Regions from separate parts of the Mus musculus genome. Here regions 2, 3 and 4 are each linked to region 1. Evidence: chromatin contacts called from public ChIA-PET and promoter capture Hi-C data. All regions are on one chromosome and are shown on one strand. The core of a region is the stretch at or near the end of the contact, and the rest is flanking DNA. Distances in the headings are between cores, read along the strand shown.

The links. Promoter capture Hi-C pulls out the DNA fragments that hold promoters and counts their contacts. ChIA-PET counts read pairs in DNA pulled down with a chosen protein or histone mark.
Region 2: a contact with region 1 is called in an RNA polymerase II ChIA-PET map of memory CD8 T cells, with 5 read pairs. The contact joins the promoter of Llgl1 here to the promoter of Grap in region 1. A contact is called at or near these places in 2 of 115 datasets of contacts at active chromatin or transcription factors (memory CD8 T cells and microglia).
Region 3: a promoter capture Hi-C map of stem cell-derived epiblast-like cells shows a contact between it and region 1, with 2.9 times the contacts expected there. The contact joins the promoter of Dhrs7b here to the promoter of Grap in region 1. A contact is called at or near these places in 1 of 39 promoter capture datasets (stem cell-derived epiblast-like cells), 1 of 484 Hi-C or Micro-C datasets (B cells) and 1 of 115 datasets of contacts at active chromatin or transcription factors (pro-B cells).
Region 4: a promoter capture Hi-C map of the C10 cell line shows a contact between it and region 1, with 2.1 times the contacts expected there. The contact joins the promoter of Natd1 here to the promoter of Grap in region 1. A contact is called at or near these places in 3 of 39 promoter capture datasets (the C10 cell line and liver) and 1 of 115 datasets of contacts at active chromatin or transcription factors (thymic regulatory T cells).

The regions. Positions count from the first base shown.
Region 1 is chr11:61,651,365-61,654,931 of GRCm38.p6, forward strand. Grap (GRB2-related adaptor protein) reads left to right here and starts at 1,957. Exons shown (of 5, transcript NM_027817.3): 1 at 1,957-2,060. The coding sequence starts at 1,983.
Region 2 is chr11:60,698,010-60,701,576 of GRCm38.p6, forward strand. It overlaps Llgl1 (LLGL1 scribble cell polarity complex component), which reads left to right and starts at 1,691. Exons shown (of 21, transcript NM_001159404.2): 1 at 1,691-1,932. The coding sequence starts at 1,852.
Region 3 is chr11:60,828,588-60,832,154 of GRCm38.p6, forward strand. It overlaps Dhrs7b (dehydrogenase/reductase (SDR family) member 7B), which reads left to right and starts at 2,044. Exons shown (of 7, transcript NM_145428.2): 1 at 2,044-2,144. The coding sequence starts at 2,125.
Region 4 is chr11:60,912,113-60,915,679 of GRCm38.p6, forward strand. Natd1 (N-acetyltransferase domain containing 1) reads right to left here and starts at 1,680. Exons shown (of 3, transcript NM_025294.5): 1 at 1,517-1,680. The coding sequence starts at 1,613.

The DNA.
Region 1 (3,567 bases), core at 707-3,206:
GAAATGCCTTTAAAAATCTCTCTCTCTCTCTCTCTCTCTCTCACACACACACACACACACACATACACACACACACGCGTGCGTGTATATATGCATGTACATATACACATATAGTTCTCTCTCTTGAGATTTGTTTGTGTTTATGAATGTTTTTTTAAAAGTCATTTTTTAAAAATTTTTTTGTTTTTGTTTTTTTCAAGACAGGGTTTCTCTGTATAGCTCTGGCTGTCCTGGAACTCACTCTGTAGACCAGGCTGGCCTCAAACTCAGAAATCCGCCTGTCTCTGCCTCCCAAGTGCTGGGATTAAAGGCGTGCGCCACCACCGCCTAGCCATTTATGAATGTTTTGACGGCATGTGCACATACATGTGTTTTTGGTGCTCACAGGAGCCAAAAGAGAGTGACAGAGCTTCTAGAGCTGGAGTTTACAGATGTCTGCGAGCCACTATGTAGGGGCTGGGAATCAAAGCCTCTGGAAGAGTAGCCTGTGCTCTTACCCACTGAGCCCCATCCTCTAGAAAACCACCGTCTTGAAAAAAAAAAAAAAATCTGCCAGGCAGTGGTGGCGCACACCTTTAATCCCAGCACTTGGGAGGCAGAGGCAGGAGGATTTTTGAGTTCGAGGCCAGCCTGGTCTACAAAGTGAGTTCCAGGACAGCCAGAGCTACACAGAGAAAACCCTGTCTCGAAAAACTAACTAACTAACTAAATAAATAATAAAAAATAATTTAGAAATAAAACTAAAAATAAGTAAATAAATGAAATAAAATAAAATAAAAATCTGGCTTCATCTGGATCCATCTGGTACCCATCCCACAGCCTGGGTTCTTTAGCTGTCCCTGTGTGTTTGGAGAATACTGGCTCTCTGTGGTTCCATGTGGTTGCAAATGTATAGCTGTGTTTCTCCGTGTTGTGCTTTACCCCCTAGTACTCACCAGACTGCTGTCTGCATCAGTGTCACAGCCTTCCCTTAACAATCGCAGAGCTGTAATGCCTTCAGACCACAAGCTACAGAAAGCTCAGGTGGTACTCGATGTTTAAAGCACAACAGGGGCCTTATTAGTGAGGTTTTCATAGGTGAATAGGAGCTTCCTGGGCAAGTAGGAAAAGGTGGTGTGCCCACCACAATGGCTCTCCAGCCTGGAGTTTGCTTGTAGTGGAATACCCAAAAGGGTACATGAGGGAGCTGTGTGGAGCAGGTGAGAGGAGACGGTTGGAAGTGTCTTGAACGTAGGCTGGAATTTGGGTTTGAGGTGGTGGGTGCTTAGGAATCTCGCTACAGGTATCAGCAGTTGTCCTGCTTAGTTGTTTTGTTTGTTTGTTTTTTTGTTTGTTTGGTTTTTTGTTGTTGTTGTTGTTTTCAACTTGACACAAGCCAGAGGCAGCTTGAGTTGAGAATTGGCTTGTGGACAAGTCTGTGGGGACGTTTTCCTGACTAATGACTGGTGTGGATGAGTCTGGTTCTCTGTGGGAAGTTCCACCCCTGGGCAGATGCTCTGGGTGTATAAGAAAGTTGGCTGAGCAAGCCATGGGAAGCAAGCCAGTAAGCAGTGTCCCTCCGTGGTCTCTGCTTCAGTTCCTGCCTCCAGGTTCTTGCCTTGGCTTTCCTGATAGACTATAATCTAAGCCAAATAAACCTTTTCCTCCCAAGTCACTTTTGGTTTTGGTGTTTTTCACAGCAATAGAAACTCCATTTAAAACAGATAAGAAATGTGAAGGCTGAGAGACAGAGGCCAAGCACGAGACAGCTCTGCATCGTCCTAATGGGGACTCCCCCACAGCCAAAGTGGGTTTATGAGCACACCCTCTCTGAGCTATGACAAGGGTGACATGTCTTTGCTTCCTGTTTCTCCCCCATCAAGGGCAGTTTCCGGCTGCAGCTTCAAAAGAACAAATACTCAAAACAAAGGAAGTGGTCCTCTCCTGCAGGAAGCAGGAAGCTGTAGCTGCTGGGTCCTCGGCTGAAGCCCAGGGACAGTGGGATGGAGTCCGTGGCCCTGTACAGCTTCCAGGCTACCGAGAGTGACGAGCTGGCCTTCAACAAGGGGGACACGCTTAAGGTACAGAAGGCTGGAGCTGGGCTGAGTGGGCCAACAGGGTTGGTAGGGTTAGAACCAGCACCTCAGAGAGTCCTGGGAGTCTGGGCTGTGAGGGACAGGCTCAGGTTAGCTGCCTCTACCCTCTTCAGTTTCCTCATTTAGGAAAGTGGAATAGTATTTATTACTGATCCTTCCTTTGGGGTCATTTGAGAGTCTGAGGCCACAGAGTCTGGTGGGAGTTGCCTAAATCCCACTGTTTTCTAGGGTTTTGTTTGTTTGTTTTTAAAGAAAAGTTTAATAGACAAATTTTGAGATCAGTAACACAGAGAGAAACAGAGAGACACAGAGGTAGAAATCGTGTGTGTGTGTAAGAGTGTGTGTATGTGTGTGTGTGTGTGTGTGAGAGAGAGAGAGAGAGAGAGAGAGAGACAGAGAGAGACAGAGAGACAGAGAGAGAGTCTAAAATAAGCAGACATTCTAACTTAATTGGGCTAAAATAGCTGAGATTAAGCTGTATTGATGGGAAAGGAGAAATAGAACGCTATACTTCATTTGTTCTCACCTGAGCCACTTTCACTCACAGTGGTTGTCTTCCAAGTCATTAGACACACGAGTGTGTGAAATCTCTACCGGGGATGCCCTTACTTAGAAGTTTGCATATGACAGGAGAGCTGAGGGGGCACAGGAGAGTGGCCATGCTGAACCATGGACACTGGAATGCTAGTGGCCCATCCTGTGCCCTCCACTGCCCCTATTGTGACCCCCTGGAGCAACAGACACAGGGCTAGATGGCTACCACCCTGAGCCCTGGCTCGAAGATTCAAGCACGGAGACAGACTCTTTAGAGCTATCCTGTACATGGGTCCCAGGCTCAGTGTGGATCTCCTGGCTGTGGAAGACCATGGCTTGGCTGCAGTGAGCGAGGCTCAGCAAGGTGTCTGTACGTGTGTAGTGTAGTGTAGTGTAGTGTAGTGTAGTGTAGTGTAGTGTAGTGTAGTGTAGTGTAGTGTAGTGTAGTGTGAGCCAATCTCCATTGCTTTAATTCTTGAGCCTTTCTTTGTTCGGTCCCCTGGGTGTCTAAAGCTCTAAGCTGGGGTCCTAAAGCAACCACATACCTTTGTGCACCCCCTTCTTCAAGCTAAGGTGCTGGTGTATCTACCTAAGTTGTTGGCTCTGGGTCCTATGCACACTCAACCAGTTTGGCCTCAGAAAGACCTGGGGTGGGAGACTGTCCAGATCCAAGTTCAGTTCAGAGGCCTCAGCTACTCTGGAAACCAGCATGGGCCATATCTTTCACACACACTTGAGGCTGGAGGGTAGCTGGCCTATTAAAAAGTAGGAATGCTGTGTAGAAGATTCTGGCCTGGGCTCAGAGGGACCAGTACAGTCCCTGGGGCACCTACTGTGCAGAGTGATAGCCTCCTCCTTCACAGCCTTCCAACAAGCCGGGCATCACTTTGCTAAGAGTCTACTGAGAAAGAGGAGGGGGTATGCATCATAAGTCATGAGAATTTGGGGGACCTGAAGG
Region 2 (3,567 bases), core at 441-2,940, 950 kb before region 1:
TGAACTCAAGACCTCTGGAAGAGCAGTCAGTGCTCTTAACCACTGAGCCATCTCTCTAGCCCCTTAAAAGTCATTCTTTTTTGTTGTTGTTTTGTTTTTTGAGACAGGGTTTCTCTGTGTAGCCTTGGCTGTCCTGGAACTCACTCTGGAGGCCAGGCTGACCTCGAACTCAGAAATCTGCCTGCTTCTGCCTCCCAAGTGCTGGGATTAAAGGCGTATGCCACCACTGCCCGGTAAAAGTCATTCTTATTGGCTATCAAACAACAGAAGTTATTTGTTGCTGTTTTGTTGTCTGGTGTTTGGGGTTTTTTGTTTGTTTGTTTTGTTTTTGTGACTGCAGTGTAAAATTTCTGGGGATTGGTTACTTGGGTAACCTAATAAACTTTTACTGCAGAGATGAGGGTAGAGAAAGCTGGTGCTGAGGTAGAGCATGTCCTGAGCATTTGCAAGGTTGAAATCCAACATGGGGTAGCACAAGGACTGTAGCCTAGGCCTCTGAGTTGCTTCTGATCATGACTTGTGTGGGGCTGATCTTGGTCTGTGTTGGCTGCCACTGTTTCTTCCTCTGTGCATCTGGGGTGATATCACTTTAAAATTGTGTGGTATCTGTGCCTCTCTCAGTGAGCTCTTAAAATCATTAAGCGTGTTGAGATCAGGAGGGGCCCTTTGCTGTCTAGCCAACCACTTTAGCTACAGCTCGGGAAAGAGCTGTGAGTCCTGAGCCCCAACTCCCAGGGCGGGTTGAGCAACGCTGGTCGTGGGCAGTTTGGAGGTAGCTAGGTCCCTGTTGCTGCAGTGCAGCTGCCTGAGGGTTAAGGGTCAACGCCTCCTCTCTTGACAAAGATGGGAGGACAGGGGCTTGGCCCGCTTAAACTCCTGGGATCTCTCCCAACACTGAGTCCCTCAGCTAGCAGGAAAAGGTTCAGCCTAGAGGCCATTGTCCAGAAGAGAAAAGTCTCGGGAGGTGGGTGGGACAGGAAGAAAGCGGGGGCGGGGCGCAGCTTTGTTCTCGGAGTTCCCTGTAGGGATGGGGGAAACAAGGGGAGAAGCTGTATCCAGCCCGCTCCTGTTCAGCCCTACGTGCCTGCCACCTCCTGCAGCCCTCCGCCCCTTTTCTTTGCCTCGCGTCCCTCTCAAGGATCTTCTGAGCCGGTGCAAACCGAAGTTCTTTGTGTTGGGTCATGAATAATAACTCTCAAGGAATTGAGATTTTCTTTTTTTTTTTTGAGACATAGTTTTACAATGTAGCTTTTGACTGGCCTGGAACTCAGAGAGATCTGCCTGCCTCTGCTTGCCACCTGATTGCCAGAATTAAAGTTATGCACAACCATCGCGGGCTCCTAGAGAGGGGTTCTTCGATAATAGTTGAGACAAAAAGCGTGGTGTGGAATACACACCGGAGGAATAGGCAAAGTAGTGATCCGTGAAAACTGGCCACACAAACTAGATAACAACGGCAAAGATGGGGGAAGTGGGACCGGGAGGGGCTAGAGAATTGTCCCTGGAATTATTAGAATGTTGTTAGCTCAGTCGTGAGTGGAAAACAACCTTTAGCAAACCACAGCCCAGCTTCCCACGGTTGGGACCCACCTTCGGACTACAAGTCCCAGCAGGCCCCGCACCATTGCGCATGCGTGACTGCCCCCCCCCCCCGGCGAGCCCGGCGAGCCCGGGGGCCCCGTCCTCGCCCATTGTCTGGCGAGCAAGGGGCGGCACGGCACGGCGGGCACGCTCACGTCGTGGGTCGGGCGGGCGTCCGTGGCGTCCCGCGCCTCCGTGCAGGCCCCGCCCCGCGCCTCAGGACCGGCGGGGCCGGGCGCATCCCGCGGCGGTGGCGGAGGCGGGCGCAAGATGATGAAGTTTCGGTTCCGGCGGCAGGGCGCCGACCCGCAGCGCGAGAAGCTTAAGCAGGAGCTCTTCGCCTTCCACAAGGTGCGGCGGCGGGGGCGCCGGCGGCTCAGGCGGGCCACATCGGGCCGCCTCTGCCCTGCGAGCGCCGCGCTGCTCGGGTGTGCCTGGTTGGGGTGTCGGGCTGCGCCCCGCGCCGTGCCGTGCGCTTTCGGGCTCCTGGTCTCTGAACCCCTGATATCTCTCCCGGTGTCCCTTGGGCTCAGTGGGGTCCTCCGACCTATCTGCCTTTCGCTCTTGGCCTCTTTTCTTTCATTTTTGGTGTGTAGCCCGGCTCGGCTGAGGGACATTCAGGGCCAGGTTTTGTTTTCTTTAACTCTTAGGCGGGCGAGAGAGGGAAAAGTGGGGGGTGGGGGGGCTGGGAAATCCCTGCGCCTCCACTTTTCTCACCAGGCTCTGCCCTACCTTGGGGTCCCTAGTTCAAGGGATGTGCTGGTCTGTATGCTCAACTGCATTTCAAACCTTAGTGCCTCAGTTTCCCCCGCCATGAAATGAGGCCAGTTTCCCCCTTGTGGATTCTGGATGTCCTTGCGACCCGGCCAGTTCCTGACCTTACTAAAGTTGGAGAGACGAGATACAGAAGAGACCCGGGAAAGGCCTCAGCTCCCACCTAGTCTGCACTGACCAGTATAGAGCCCCACAAGCCTAACTCTTATCTGTACTGGTGGGGCTCTGATTAGATGTTACTTTTATCCCAGAGCCTGTGTGCATCTTGCTGTTGAGGATTCGATTTCTCATTTCCATTACACACGTTAAAAAACAAACAAACAAACAAAAAAAAAAAAACTGAGGTTCAGTAGGGAGAGGGCCGCTTATCTTTCCTTGCCTTGCTGTGTGATAGCAGTGGAGTAGGAGTTTTGAAGCAGCTGCTACTGTCCTGAGTAGAACTTAGGGACCCTGGACTTCTCTTAGGAGGCACTTTCAGGGGGAGACCCTGCCATGGCTCAGTTTTTTCTTGTTGCGATCTCAGCAATGATCAGGGGGTGCCAGGCTTTACAGACACCATAACTAAAGAGCTGCCAGGAGAGGCTTCTCAGATGGGAGCCTCTTTTTGGCTCACCGTGAGGGTGTGCCCCATGAAACAAGAAGAGAGTGGGTTTTAGCCAGTGAATGGGGTGTGTAGTGGGGACCTCCACAGTTGTGATGAGTCTCTGAAGCATGGCTTCCCCTGACTGATGATGCTACAGTGGGTAGGAGTTGAGGAGGGTGAGGCCCGATTTGAGTGGGAAGCAATGATAGGAGATAGGTCATCTTGGGGAACGAGTTTGATTGCCACAGGGGGTGTTAGGAGATCTCTAGAGAATAGTGAGCCCCAGATTCTTGAGTTTGGACTTGTAGTCCAGGGTGACCAGTGGGTATTGGGTTTAAATCCAGCTCAGACCACAAATTACAAATTGCCTGTAGGATGTGCATCTCCTACTAGTTTAATTTGGATCCCTACCTCCTTGGTACCAGGGCATGGCGGACAATTCTTCATTGAAGGGGTGGTTTATTCCCTGGGAAAGGATGCGGACAAAAAAGCCAAAACAGAAGGGCAGAATATATAGTAGTTCACAGGGTTGGCTAGAGCTGTGGATAAAATATGGTGTGATGAGGGTGTGGGAATATGGACTGGGATGCTGACGTAGGCGGGACCAGTTAGGGAGGCCTTTCAGAGCT
Region 3 (3,567 bases), core at 794-3,293, 820 kb before region 1:
TAAGAGCAGTGGCTGTTCTTCCAGAGGTCTTGAGGTCAATTCCGAGCAACCACATGGTGGCTCACAACCATCTGTAATGGGGATCTGATGCCCTCTTCTGGTGTGTCTGAAGAGAAGGACAGTGTACTCACATACATAAAATAAATAAATCTTTTTTAAAAATTGTACAAAATTCTCAAAGGACTAATAAAAATATAAAAAATGTTAAAAAAGAAAAAAGTTCAGTTTCTTATTAAAAACATATGCTTTTCAATTTTCATTCTTGTGCTACGGATAAAACTGAGTGCATTGCATATGCTTACAAGTACTCTAACATTGTGCTATATATTCTAGCCCAAAGCTAGTGCTTTTTGACAGAAACCTGGACTTCTAAGTACCTTAAGAGTCTGAATCCTATTTCCATTTTCCATTTAAGCTGGCTTCCTTGGACAATACTTTGGCAGGATAATCTTATGCCTTTTTGCTATTGGCAGATGGATGTGGAAGTCTGTAAATTCCACTTGTCCTTCACTGACACCTAGAGGAACTCTTTGTTACTATTTGGTACAAATGGAAGTCCAGACTTCTAATAAGTCTCCATTGACACTGGGAGGGGAAAGAGTGTTTAGTTATTGCTCTCTGCATGGCCTCTTTTCACACGTGGGAAGTGGTCTTGTCAGTGAGGGATGGAATTCCGACTCAACTCTCTACTTGGCTTCAGCTTACACAGAGAAGGGTGTGTGTCTGTGTGACTCCTTACACTTAAGTGGGGGTGGAAAGAGGAGGCTAGAGAGAATGGAGGAGAGTATGCCCAAAGTACATTATAAACTTGCATGAAATATCTTTATGCAAGCTCCTCTCATCTACAATAAACAGTCAATAATGAACATACAATAAATTTGCTGAGCAATAGTGGCTCATGCCCTTAATCCCATCACTCAGAAGGCAGAGGCAGGCAGATCTCTGAGGCCAGCCTGGTCTACAGGGTAAATTCCAGGACAACTGGGACTACACAGAGAGACCCTGTCTTGAAAAACTAAGATAATAATTTTTTCTGCAAACTTTGTATCTTTTGAAATAAAATTTATTTCCAGCTATATGTATTACAAATTGTATTGCTTATACACTCTCTTGTGTTGTTGACGTTGTTGTTATAATTATTATCTTGAGACAAGGTCTCTCTCTGTAGTCCTGGGTGTCCTGAAACTCGCGATGTAGACCAGGCTAGTCTTGAACTCACAGCACTTGGAAGGCAGAGGCTGGCAGATCTCTGTGAGTTCGAGGTCAGCCTGGTGTAAAGAACGAGTTCCAAGACAGCCAAGGCTACATAAAGAAAGCACTGGTCTCAAAAACCCAAAAAGAGGCGGGGTGAGGGGGAGAAAGAAAGAAAGAAAAAGAATAAAGAAAGTTCCTAGACTTAGCACTATTAATAGTATTAATATTACATGTAATAGTGACATATATGTATGTATATATATGTATATATGTACACATATGTATTTATGTATATATGTATGTATGTATATAATGTATGTATGTAATATATATATATACATATATATATATATATATATATATATATATATATATATATAATAGTAATACTAGAATAGTACGTTCCTAGTTGTGTTAAATGTGGCTCCTTGTTGGAAGGAAAAGTGACTACTTATGTGTAGGTCTGTTTCTAACCTCCTTAAAAAACAAAAACAAAAACCGAGCCCCCTCTCCCCATCTTTGTAACAACATCACATCGCCGTTTATAATAATCTTGGCAACTGTAGCATTTATTTTTGCTTTTTGAAGCAGTGTCATGCAGCCTAGCCCAAAGGGGACCTTGTATTCCTGAGCTGCCTCCCTTCATTTCTCAAGTACTCGGATAACAGCCATATGCCATCAAACTCAGCTTTGCAGAGCAAGTTCAGTTTTTTCTGAAAACCGATGGAACCCAAACCACTACTTAGAATTTTCCTCCGGAAGATTTACGGTATAGGACTTAAGCAGACTGACGTCATTTAGACCGCAAAGGCTAAACTCTACCTCTGTTGGGCGCATCTTCAGAGCGCATGTGCTTCCCGAGTATTGTGATTGGACGGAACCAAGCTGCATTTCGTCAATTCCGAGGCGGGAGCATGAAGTTGATTGACCATGATCTCTCCGTCCTTTAGGTAAAGGCTAGGGATGTTGCAACCTCTTGGTGAGTGGAAATGAGGACGGTGTCCTGTCTAAAGCGGAGGCGCGGGGTACATCTGCTTTAAGTGACTGAGTGAGGCTGAGCACGTTCTGGGGAGGCTGTGGATCCTGATAGCTTCCGGTTCCCCGCGGCGCCCCACAGTGAAGGAAGCAGGGTTCAGGCACTCCGCCCCGGCACGCTCATCGCGGAGATCACCTGGTCTCTGTGTGTGCGTTTCAGGGTCTGGAGCCTAGAGCGCGCAAGGTCGCGTGTGCATAGCTACTGTGGCATGACCCCAGTGGCACTCCTGCCCGGGGATGGTTAGGAGATCTGGGTTTTCGGAAAGGGCGAGCAAGATTCTGACTTTGGAACATCCATGAGAACAGCTTTCTTAGATTAGACACTTCCAACCCTAACTGTGCCGGTTAGCAGGTGCAACTGTGGGTGGATGCCTTAAACATTCAGCGACCGTTTCTTCAGTTAAAACTTTAGAAATATGGCAGTAGTGAAGAGTAAATAAGTTTTTGCTTGCAAGGGCTTAGCTAGTGGCTACATGTACTCAACACATGGTACTCATACATTACTCTCAGTTCATTAGCCTTTAGTATAGTGATTTGAGAGTTAATACATACGCCTTTCCACACAAACACTTGCACTAGCTCTCAGGTGGGTATTTACTTTTGTTATTTTTCCTTTTTATGCGATATTTTATTAAATGTCTTTACAGGACAACAGCCAGCCTCCAGACACAGCTGCTAAGACCCTGTAGGCACTGACTGGGACATGTTAGTTGGCTCTGGCTTCCCACCTTTTTGTTCTGAGATGGTGGTGGTGGGCAGGATCTCATGTTTGGGATCCAGGATGCTCACATGGTCAAGCAGAGGGTTGAAGGGCTGACCTTAACACTTGGGTGCCAGGGCAGCATGATCTTTAGTGCCCAGCACATCCTGTCTGAGCAATACACAGTGCAGGCAATGTCAATACAGTAACTAAAAGAGTCTCCACTGTGCATATCCACAGCCTTCATTGGCCCTCTGTCCTTAGAGCTTCCCATAACCCACAGCCTTGGAAGCCCTTGGCCCCACTGTAGCTGTCTTTAGATACACCAGAAGAGGGCATCAGATCACATTACGGATGGTTGTGAGCCACCATGTGGTTGCTGGGAATTGAACTCAGGACCTTCGGAAGAGCAGTCAGTGCTCTTAACTAATGAGACATCTCTCCAGCCCCGTACTTACTACTTTTAGTGGAATTGCCTGTAAAGACTTTTCAGTCTTGTAACCCTGTAGGGGTAGTGGAAAGCTTTAGAGAAGTAGCAGGTGGCAAGGGACCCCTTAGTGATAAGGTTTGAATTAGGCATCAAGACCTACTTGTTTTAGAAGTGCAGGAAGGGAAACTAACTGGAGTACCCACCACTA
Region 4 (3,567 bases), core at 430-2,929, 740 kb before region 1:
TGGCAGCCCTACAAGTCCTGGGTAAATAGTAGGTACTCAGTAAACTGTTGGCCCAGGCTGTACAGGAGGAGCCGAGGCGAGGTTGCCCGCCTCTAGCAATTCTGTCTCTCTGTCAACGGGGCAGCAGATTGCAGAACGGTTAAGTTTAAGGATATCATTTGTTCATAGCCAGCTCTCAAGAGTACTGTCCTTTTGACTGGACCCATTTGGAAAAGAAAGAGAGAGAGAAAGAAAGAAAGAAAGAAAGAAAGAAAGAAAGAAAGAAAGAAAGAAAGAAAGAAAGAAAGAAAGAAAGAGAGAGAAGCCTAAGGCTTCTGCCTTTCTCTTTATGGATCTGATGTGCCTCCACAGTCCCCAGGAACTAAAAGCCTCACTGGAACTAAGAAAACTTCAGAAAAGAGGATCTGAAGAAAAAAGAAACAAAAAACAAACAAACCCTCAGATAAGGCCTCTCAAGGGATCAGGGCCAAGTGTCACAGTCAGCTGAGCTACCATCAGCATGACAGCAGGACTTGTTTCTCTACGGAAAGAATAGGGCAAGGGGCAGCTGGGCCCTGATTTGAATATGCCTCTGGTCTTGTTAAAGCTGGGCAGGTCCCATTTCCTGCACTCCCAGCCTCAGTTTACTCATCTGTAAGTGGGGCGGTATGTCACAACACAGGAAGTGATAGCTGCCCCCACGGTGGTTAGGTGGCACAAACGGGAGACCTGGCCTCCAAGTGCAGGTCACAGAAGGTTGGCTCAGGAAGTCAGGATAGGCTGCGTATGCTTGACTGCTTACAACCTACCTACTGGCCGACCACACTCAAGTGGTGCATCCTTCCAATCAAAATAATATGGGCAGTGGCTAAGTCGGGTCTCCCCAGAGGGCCCAGCTGGGAGGAGTGGGCTACAGAGAGCTCAAGGTCCCATATTCCACAATCTTTTCCAGCCCTAGAATCAATGGGAGGAGTGTCGGTCTGCTGGTACAAACGCTACAGATGAGGCTTTGACTTCTCTATCTGTTGAAAAGTAGCCATTTATCTATGTTTATCAGCACTTGCTGTGCACCAAATGTGTCATTCTGAACTTTTACTGCCACAGCATCTCATCCAAAGCGGTTTGCACTCCAGCTATCCCCATTGCAGATTCCGGGAGACCGATGCACACATTGACTAGACAAACTGGCCAAAGTCTCAGAATCACCTACCCGCCTCCTCCTCCAGGCCACATATTCCCTAGGTTATGCCCCAGGCCCCTGCAGGCTCCTCCACGGCGGCAGGAAGCAACCGAACACCCGGGGGGTGGGGGTGGCAGGCCACCAGTGACCTGCTCTCTGGGACCCAGGGTGGCAGCCCTCCGTCCGCGATGTCGGAGGCCGGCTGCGCTAGCAGGTGCGGGCTGCCCGGGCAGACGCGCTCCGGCGGTGCCAGTCGGGGGGTTCGGGAGCCCTCCCGCCCCGGGATCCATCTGTCCGTCCGCCCGCAGGTCCCGCCCCGTCCCGCCCGCGCGCGCGCAAACAAAGGCAGCTCGGTACCGTTGAGGCGCACGGAGAACTGGCGGCGTTGGCGGTCGTGCTCCACGCGGATGGGGCCGCCCTGCTCCAGTGCGCTCGGCGGGGTAGCGTGCGCCATCGCGCGCGCCGACACTGGGGACCGCGGGCCGCAGCGAACTGACTCTTCGGCGGCGCGGGCCGGAGAAGGGGGCGGGGCCGGAAATCAGCTGTGAGTCACGTGCGCTGCGCGCACTGTCTGTTTGGATACATTCCTGGCGTCTCTTAAAGAGACCGCGCTGCCCGTTTCGCTCGCGGCTTCAACAATGATGTGCTGGTCCATCCAGGGCGCCGATTGTCCTCCCGAATGCCCCAGAATGACTTTTAGGACCCACACGGACCCATATGCAAAACACGCAATGACCTATGGGGTAATTTAGATCCTCCCCGCGACAGCCATTTAATATTAGGCATTAGCCTCACTGCAAGCCTGAGGCAATAGATAACGTCAAATGCAAGGTGTTGACAGGCAAACCTACTCTCTGCTGGAATCGTGCGGGCTGGAGCTATGCAGCCCACCCACTCGGGCAGCTGTAGCTGATATTGAGAGATTACCCCTAGGCATGTTTGGGACTGGGTGAAAAGCCACCCCTCCCAAAGAAAGCCAGAAATATGAGGTCCCTAGGGAGCTAGCTACCCAGGAGCCAGTGTTTCTCTAGAAGTACAGTATTAGGAAAGCTTGCCGACCATGGATGTTCACAGAATCATATTCTGTTAATTACCGTGCAAATTTGATGTCCACATCTATGAGACCACCACACAGACATTAAAGTTTGAGTACCTCAGTGGAATGCTTGAAGGCTGTAACTTCAAACCTGTACAAAATGTGTGTCTGTGTGCGTGGCGGGGGCTGGGGGTGGGGGAGAGGCGGGGGACAGACCAACAAGGAAGCATTTTACAGCTAAATGGAGATCTCCGTGGGCTCCCTTCCAATTGATTTCTTCCTTTTGAAGTAGCTATGCTCCCTGACTTTTAGCGCTATTGACTAAACAGCTTTTCCTAAGAACATCCTATTTCTTAAGAACTACACAGTATTTACCTTTTCGTATCTGGTTTCTTCGCTTCCACCTGTCATCAGCTGTGTTGTTGCTGCTATCATGTTCACCAGTGTGTCAGAGATTTCCCAGGAAGCAGGTACCAGTTTTCCATCACGTGTTAATGGGTTGTTGTGTTGTTTTGGTTTGGAGCTGCTATGAGTAACAGGCTGTGGATGTCGTCTGGCCAGCATTCCCTTAGGGTAGCTCTCAGGAATATACTGCCGAGTTTTATAGCCAGTGGATATTTTGTTTTGTGAAAAACTGCAAGATCCTTTTCCAAGTGTACGACCTCACATTGCCACAGAGAGTTCTGTAAGTTGCAGTGGGCATTTTGTCATTAGTGGCAGTGACTGACTCTTGAACCTTTGCCCAGGCTGCCAGGCCATTTAGTCCCCATTTAATGAACACTTTCCTCTGTAACCCCCCCCCCCAATCTTTTATTTGCCTTCTTCCAATCATTTTTATTGCTTGGTTGGGGGGTCAGACATACTACTGAGAGAATCTTTTCTGAGCAAATAATTTCCTTTTAACAAGTGGGTGTTGTGTCACAGCGTTTGTAAACAGAAGGCAGTGCGGAGGTGTGTCATTATATGCAAAGTGACTGAAAGGGATCCAGCCATCATAGAGGGCCTGGAGCCTGGTTGGCAGAGTCAGAGCTGGAGGCAATTGTGAACAAGGAAGATTAAAACCTGTGAGTCTCAGGTGACGTCACTTCCAAAGAATGTAAGTGGAGATGGTCAAAATATGTTCCTGGACAGTGTCTGAACAGGCCACTCATCTGCAGGCTGCTGGGCCTTTGGATGACTACTGCCCAAGCACCACTTCCTGGGGAAGTCCTCCTGTGCATTTATGTCTACAGACGTGGCATCTGACCAGCCAGTCTAGACCAGGGGAGAGTCTGATCTGATAAGCCTCCAATAGGGCCTGGCACAGTGGTTGTCTACCTATGGGTTGTGACCCTCGAACCAGCCTTTCACAGTGGTTGTCTAAGACCATTGG